Linked DNA regions of Zea mays: region 1 is linked to region 2. A link is a contact called in public Hi-C data. All regions are on one chromosome and are shown on one strand. Each heading gives the region's core, a stretch centred on a gene start, on an enhancer-like site or on the middle of the called end of the contact. The rest is flanking DNA. Distances are from core to core; before and after follow the strand shown.

Region 1 (3,635 bases), core at 152-2,651, 300 kb before region 2:
GTTCGCAGCCTTTCCAGCGTCGGACAGCGGGAGAAAAAAAAAATAAAAAATCCACCCGCCCGCGCTGACCTGTGTGCGTGGTTGTTAGGTTATGGATCATCCTCCGATTGGTTGGCTGTGTGCACCGAACCGGAGCGCCCCAGTGGAAGTGGCGTGGCCGGTTCGCCCACCTGCCGCTGCCACCGCGGAAGCGGACGCCTGTTCCGTGCGGTCTCGACGCTGCATCGGCTTGGGTCAGTCACGCGGCATGGCAACCGCGTCGTCGTCGCGAGCGAGCTAGGATCCACGGCTCGGCTGCCGAATTCCAGACGGCCCGGCCGTTCGTATCGGCAAGCCGCCGATGTCCAAGGTAGGGATGAAAACGGGACGGGAAATTCTCGTACCGTCCCGTTTCGAATACTGTTTTTTCCCGATCGTTTTTGAATTGTTCAGGAACCGATAAAAACGGTACGAAAATGATTTAGTTAGTTTTTCGTCGTTTCCGAGTCGTGCTAATACTGTTTTTCTACCGTTTTATATAATATGAGATATGTTTAGCATATAATTTATTTAAGTTATAGAATTTTGTTGTGTTCAAGTGAATAAATACGCGAAAAGTAAATGTTATAATTACTCTACTAATATGAATGATGAAAAAGAGTTATTTATATATTTCTAAATTTTAAAAATTAGGCAATACATCACTTTATTATGTTTTTTGATAAAACTACAAAATAGTTATCTTTCCGACTATAGTTTATGGTTTTCGATCGTTTTTGAATAACCGACACTTTCGATCCCGTATTTCGACCGTTGGTTTTCGTTTTCGTTTTCGTTCCGACCAAAAAAATATGAAAACAAAAAACAATTTAGCTGTTTTTTCGATCGTTTTCCACCGTTTTCATCCCTAGTCCCGAGGCCCGGGGGCGCTGCGCTGAGGATTGGATCTTTTGGACTTTCTCTTCAAGTCTGCGCTCGCGTCCGTCTCTTGTGCCGCTGGCGGCTGGCCCGCTGTGCCAGGTATGACTTTCTGGAAGGCACGTGCTCGTCATTTTCGTATCGCCCACCATATTGTCTCCTCTCTCTCGTGGTCCGTGACCGTGGCACCAGTTCAGTATCACCCGTGTATACAGAACAGAAGCAAAGGTCCAGGCAGCAACGAGGCATGGTGCGGCTCACCTCAGCCTCACAAGCGGCCACACGGACGCGGACGCAGAAGGTTGCATCAGGTTTCCGCACCGAGGCGCGGGCGGGCCCCGCCACCACGACGACGCAGGAAGCGGACCGGGGCGAGGGGAAGGGCTCCCGCGGCCGCGGCCCCGCAGCCGCAGCTGCCTCGCGGGCTCGCACACCCACGCGAGTCAACGCCTAGAGGTGGAAAACCAGCTTTTTATTTATTCAGGCATTTCAACCCCACCCACCCACTCTCCTCCCCCCTTCTCCTCCTCTCCCACAAGTCAACTCTGCTCACGCCCTCACCTCCATTTCCATTATAACCAAACCACCCAACCCTCCCCGCGTCCACAACCCTCCGCTCCGCTCCGCTCCCGTCCCGCCATGGGCAACTCCCTCGCCTGCTTCTGCTGCGCGGGCGGCGCCGCGGGGCACGTGGCGCCCGCCGCGCTCCCCTCGGACCCCGCCTACGACGAGGGCCTCGGCCACTCCTTCTGCTACGTCCGGCCGGATAAGGTGCCCGTGCCCTTCTCCGCGGACGACGACCTGGTCGCCGACGCCAAGGCGGCCGAGGACGCCACCACGTTCCGGGCCATCTCGGGGGCCGCGCTCAGCGCCAACGTCTCCACGCCGCTCTCCACGTCCCTCCTCCTGCTGCTGCCGGACGAGTCGGCGGCCTCCTCCTCCGGCTTCGAGAGCTCCGAGTCGTTCGCCGCCGTGCCGCTGCAGCCGGTCCCGAGGTTCCCGTCGGGGCCCATCTGCGCGCCCGCCGGGGCCGGGGCCGGGTTCCTCTCCGGGCCCATAGAGAGGGGGTTCCTCTCGGGCCCCCTCGACGCCGCGCTCATGTCGTCCGGCCCGCTCCCTGGCGCCGCCACGTCCGGCCGCATGGGAGGCGCCGTGCCCTCGCTCCGCCGGAGCCTGTCGCACGGCGGCCGCCGCCTGCGGGATCTCACCCGCGCGATCCTCGCGCGGACGGAGAAGCTTCAGGGTTCGATGGATCTCGGCCTCGGCCTCGGCCTCGGCTCGCCCGATGGCGCCGGGCTGCAGCTGCAGTGGGCGCAGGGGAAGGCCGGCGAGGACCGCGTCCACGTCGTGGTGTCGGAGGAGCGGGGCTGGGTGTTCGTCGGCATCTACGACGGCTTCAACGGCCCCGACGCCACGGACTTCCTCGTCTCCCATCTCTACGCCGCCGTGCACCGCGAGCTCCGCGGCCTGCTCTGGGACCAGCGCGACGCGCACCCCGACCAGCCGACCACGACCAGCACCACGGCCTCAGATCACCAGGACCGCCGCCGCCGCCGCGCCCGCCGCTCGAGACCGCCGCGCGGCGCCGACGATGACCAGCGGCGGTGGAAGTGCGAGTGGGAGCGCGACTGCTCCAGCGCCCTGAAGCCGCCGACCCAGCGCCCTCCTCGGGGCAGCAGCCAGAACGACCACCTCGCCGTGCTTAAGGCGCTTGCGCGCGCGCTTCGCAAGACCGAGGAGGCCTACCTGGACGTGGCCGATAAGATGGTCGGCGAGTTCCCGGAGCTTGCGCTTATGGGCTCTTGCGTTCTAGCCATGCTTATGAAAGGGGAGGACATGTACCTCATGAATGTAGGTGACAGCCGGGCTGTCCTGGGAACAATGGACAGTGTAGACGTCGAGCAGGTCACCAGTGATGGATTGGTTGGGGATGGCACGCCGCTCTTGTCAGCTGTGCAGCTTACATCAGAACACAGCACGTCGGTGCGGCAGGTAACTGGATCGATTCACAGTTGGATTGAAGATTGTCCTTTTTGATGATCTGATCTGATCTCACAGTAACTCATACGTTTACAGGAAGTCTGCAGAATACGGAACGAGCACCCTGATGACCCGTCCGCGATCTCCAAGGACCGTGTGAAGGGCTCGCTCAAGGTGACGAGAGCGTTTGGAGCTGGTTTCCTGAAACAGGTCAGTTCCTATCTGATGAATTGCATCAGTTCTGCTTATGCACATGATGAACTTGCTTTAGATGACCATGATCATGCCATGCCACTGGCTTAATTCTGTTGTGTCCTAAGAAAGAAGATCCGAAATTGGAAGGTTAAATTCCTAGGGCCAGACAAAGAGTCCAATCTCATTCATCATATCAACAGGTGCAAAACATGACACCCTTGCTGCTTGTGGTTCGTTGGTCAACAAGTAGTTACTCAGATCTTGATCAATCGAGGTCAAAAAAAGGAAAGCAGGAACCGGTCCAAAGTTTGAGAGAGAAAAAAAATACTACATCGTTGTCAGTTCTAATTTCTCTGGAGTGGAAATCATGTCCACTTCTTACACGGAAACGGACTGCCTTGACCTTGACTTAAAAGCTCATGGCCACATTTTCAACGAACAACGAATAGATTACTCGGGTCTCACAGCCACCATGTGTATGGCCCTGTTTGGCACAGCTGGTGCTTGTTGAAAAAGCAGCTTATTTGAGAAGCTGGTGAAAAGCAACTTCTACTTGTTGGCTA
Region 2 (3,930 bases), core at 1,110-3,609:
AATAAACCTAGACACATGTATAAAACCACGTACATCAAATATTGTATAAATCTATTAATTAACTAAAACGAATTTAACTTTAGGATTTTAGGATGCAGGGAGTACCTTTTTTACAATTTAAAAAGGTCGTATCTCCCCAAAAAAGTCAAATAACTTGAAATTTTGACCAAAACATATCTAAAAAAATACTAGTATATATTTACATTGCGTAAAGAAGTATATCACCAAATCAATTATAAAAATTATTATTGTAACAAGTATGCGTTGAAGATATAGACATTGACACTATCTTTTTTTATATACATATATAAATCTTATAGTCTAGTCAGATTTAAAGTTATTTGACTCACTGGTGGGAACGGAATTTATGGCTTCAGATATAAAAAATTCGCAATGAATCTAATCATGATTATTTGGTACGTAGATAATTTTGTATTTTTGTCCCCGGCCTCTTCATTCGACGTAGGAGGATCGAGACTCGAGAGTAGGTACGTTCATAATCTAGTTTAGGAACCTAGCTAGGTATAGCCGTATAGGATGTGGCACGCATACGGTCAACTGCTCAAGCGAGATTAGGAGATAGAGATACGGGCCTGGGGGAGTCATAGCCAGCACATAGCGTCATCCCTCATCCGTCAGACCATGATCATGCATGCATGAAACTAGCCGGCCCCTGGGCAGGATTGATTCACGGTGCACATGGAATATTGGTGCACATGTTGCACATATTAAATCATTACCACTCATTTTAGATCTAACGTCTCTAGTTGTTTGGTACATTTTACTAAGGACACCCTCCAACGTGGTGGTGTGTAGTGGTGGAAGGTGTTATTTGTAAATTGAATAATCAATTAGAGACGTTAGATCTAAAATGAGTGGTGATGATTTAATATGTGCACCATGTGCACCAGTTTCTATGTGCACCAGATATGTCCTCTTGATTCACGGGGCAGGGCTGCTACCAGCTGGGCCCGGACGGGCGCACGTACGTGCATCCCACGTTTGCCTTCCCCAGGCGCCGAGAAAAAGCCTCAAAAAATCCATATGATCATATCGATACAATAATTATCCCTCCCAAAACCACAGAACCGCCCGCCTGATGCTAAAAGTTGAAGGCTGGTGATCATCGGATGGGATGACGACAGGTACGCACGGTCCAAGAACCGGAAGAACAATCGATCGTTTCGACGATGGGCCTTCGATCGCGTTGGGGGTAAACAAAAAAGGAATCAGTTAAACGAACCAGACCGCTATTTTTTTTTAACTTGCTCATGAACATATGCGAACGAAATTAATTAACCATTGGGACATTTTAGAAAAAGCATGCATATCGCGGATATCGTTCAAATTGACGAATGATTCGTGCGCGATGATTTCGGACGAATGCGCTGCAGTAAGCCGAACAGACATGCATGGGAACCAAGGAATCATCGATCCTGTTATATGTTCCAGCAATATAGTATGAATGAAATCAGTTCTCTGACATTCGTATCGGAATCCAACCGGCCCCATGACCGAACCGCTAAACACAGCAGAAGCTAGTACTATACTAGCGTAATTACAAAAAAAAGGCAACGAACGAACCAATACGATTTACATGTCCTGGATTAAACTACCGACGCTACTAGATGTCTAGATGACGAGTTAGCCTCCCCCCAAATAACAAGGAGGGATTAGCCCGACCCTATGCCGGCCGGATCGATCTAAGCGAAGAGCTCGAGCAAGACGGGCGGGTCGGCGGCGCGCGACGCCTCGGTGCGCCAGAGGGTGACCCAGGCGTCGGCGGCGCCCATCTCCTCCTCGCGGTGCCTCCGCATGTGGCCGCCCAGCGCCTGGCCCATCTCGAAGCCGAGCCCGCAGACGTTGCACTCGTGCCGCTGCTTGCCTCCTTCGCAGCCGTTGGCGTTGGCGTTGGCGGCCTGCTGCTTGTGCTGCTTGAGCGCCCGGGCGCCGACGACGCCGAGGTCGAGGCCGTGGCGGCCCGCGCGCAGGTGGCTGGTGCGGTGGCCGCCCAGCGCCTGGAACGAGGGGAAGGCGCGGCTGCAGGTCCTGCAGACGAACTCGCCCTCCCCCGACGTGGCCACCACGGCGCCCCGCCGCCGCGCCCGCGCCCGCGCCCGCTTCGCCGGTGGCGTCCCCGCCGAGTCGGACGTCGTCGTGGACGAGTCCGTGCTCAGCGACAGCGCCAGCGACACATCCTGCTCCGTCGGCCTCGGGTGCTTCATGGTCTCTGACCTAATCTTTCTCTCTCTCTCTCTCTCTCTCTCTCTCTCTCTGCAGATACGTACAGCTCGGAAGGAAAAAGATGCGGTGATGTGTTTTGTGCTTGGGTTGTGTGGCTTGTGGGTTAGGTTGGGTTGGGTCTGGGTGAGGGCGCGCACCCTTTTATAGGTTGTGTCTCCGTCCAAGGCTCGGCAGTGCAGAGGGCCGAGGCGGTGTGGGGGCTTACGTGTGCGCCAAGTTGATAGGGGTCCGAGTCCGACCGACCGACGCGACGTGGGCGGACCAATCCGGGGAAGGCACCGCGCACCGCGAAGCGCGGCGCCGCGTCGCGACGTGGACGGATGGGCGTCCATCGCGCGCGGTTTTGCCTCGCGGATATATAGTTGGGCTGGGGCGGCCGGTGGCCTCCGCCGCCAGATCGCGACTGTTCCCCTTCCTTAGCCGCGGGGGCAACGCAACGCAACGTCGCCCGCGGGTTCGGACGGCGGCGAGGGGATGGGCGGCGGCGTGTGGAGATGCACTTGCCGCTGACTGCACCTTCGGCTCGGCAGTGCGGGAAGGATCTGGAACCTTCGGTCGCTCAGCTCTCTCAGATTGGTGAGATTTGAATAATGACGCGCTCTCACGGTCAACTAGTCCTGTTCCAAGTTGGTTCGTTTGTTCCGGTTCCAGAAGACGCTTTCCCTTTCTGGTAGTGTGTACGGTATACTACTAAGCGCAGGCAAACTGGGGCATCTCATCGATCCATCCCGCACCACAAGACATCAGCTGTGATATCCACCGTGGCTGCCAAATTGACCAGTTTGAGGGACTAAAAATTAGTCCCTTCATTTTTAGTCTCATTTAGTTCATAAATTGCCAAACAGTGAGACTAAAATAGAGACTGATTTATTTTAGTCTCTAGTCCCACAAAGCACAAAGGTTGACTAAAAAAGACTAAATCATACAAATTTCACTTTTTACTCTTCCTTTATTTTAGTTGCACTAATGGCGGGAGAATACTAAGGAGTATTTCGGTCTTCTTATGACTCATTTAATATGTTTAGAATATTTTTAGTCCCTACAACCAAACAGGATAGAGACTAAATTTTAGTCTCCAAACAAAACTTTAGTTCCTGTACTAAATAAACCAAACGGACCCTAAGCCGATCGGGAGACATATATTTACGTATCTGTGAGTAATAATGAAAACATTGTTTTAATTATTGTAACGATACAATATTTTTGATCGGTTCTAAACATACTAGCATGTTTAGACATACCGTTCTAAAAGCAACTCCAAGTGTCTCTCAATATTCTTCTTAATTTATATAAATAGAGATTTTTGTTTTCCTAAAAAAATACCATCCAATATTTTATATTTCGGATTTCTCGCTAGCCAAAAAAACATGAATGACTCTCTAGAGTGCAAACAAGATATAGAAAAGAATGTTGAGACTGAAAAGATATAGAAAGTGATTTTTATGCAAATGAGTCTTTTAGTGATAATTTAGAGAGGGTGCTTTAAATTAGAGTACATATAGTAAAAAAAAACTAACTATAACATACAAACTTTAGATTGTGCCGTGGTATCTAGATTGTTTTAAAAGCAGTTTCCTAGAATACAATTAAATACCTGATGATATAAGTTATTTTAATATTATCTAGAAACTATAAAGATATATCTGCTGACTGCAATACTCGTCGATCTACTCGCAGCCGGCACGT

Evidence for each region. A called contact is a pair of places that touch in the nucleus more often than the background predicts.
Region 1: a Hi-C map of endosperm shows a contact between it and region 2, with 4 times the contacts expected there. The contact joins the promoter of LOC103644256 here to the promoter of LOC100284530 in region 2. A contact is called at or near these places in 5 of 25 Hi-C or Micro-C datasets (bundle sheath, ear, endosperm and 2 more) and 1 of 3 datasets of contacts at active chromatin or transcription factors (seedling).

Annotation. Positions count from the first base shown.
Region 1 is chr1:300,486,009-300,489,643 of Zm-B73-REFERENCE-NAM-5.0, reverse strand. LOC103644256 (protein phosphatase 2C 35) reads left to right here and starts at 1,401. Exons shown (of 4, transcript XM_008667462.4): 1 at 1,401-2,889; 2 at 2,974-3,087. The coding sequence starts at 1,537.
Region 2 is chr1:300,184,738-300,188,667 of Zm-B73-REFERENCE-NAM-5.0, reverse strand. LOC100284530 (ZFP16-2) reads right to left here and starts at 2,359. Exons shown (of 1, transcript NM_001157425.2): 1 at 1,416-2,359. The coding sequence starts at 2,225. The coding sequence ends at 1,704.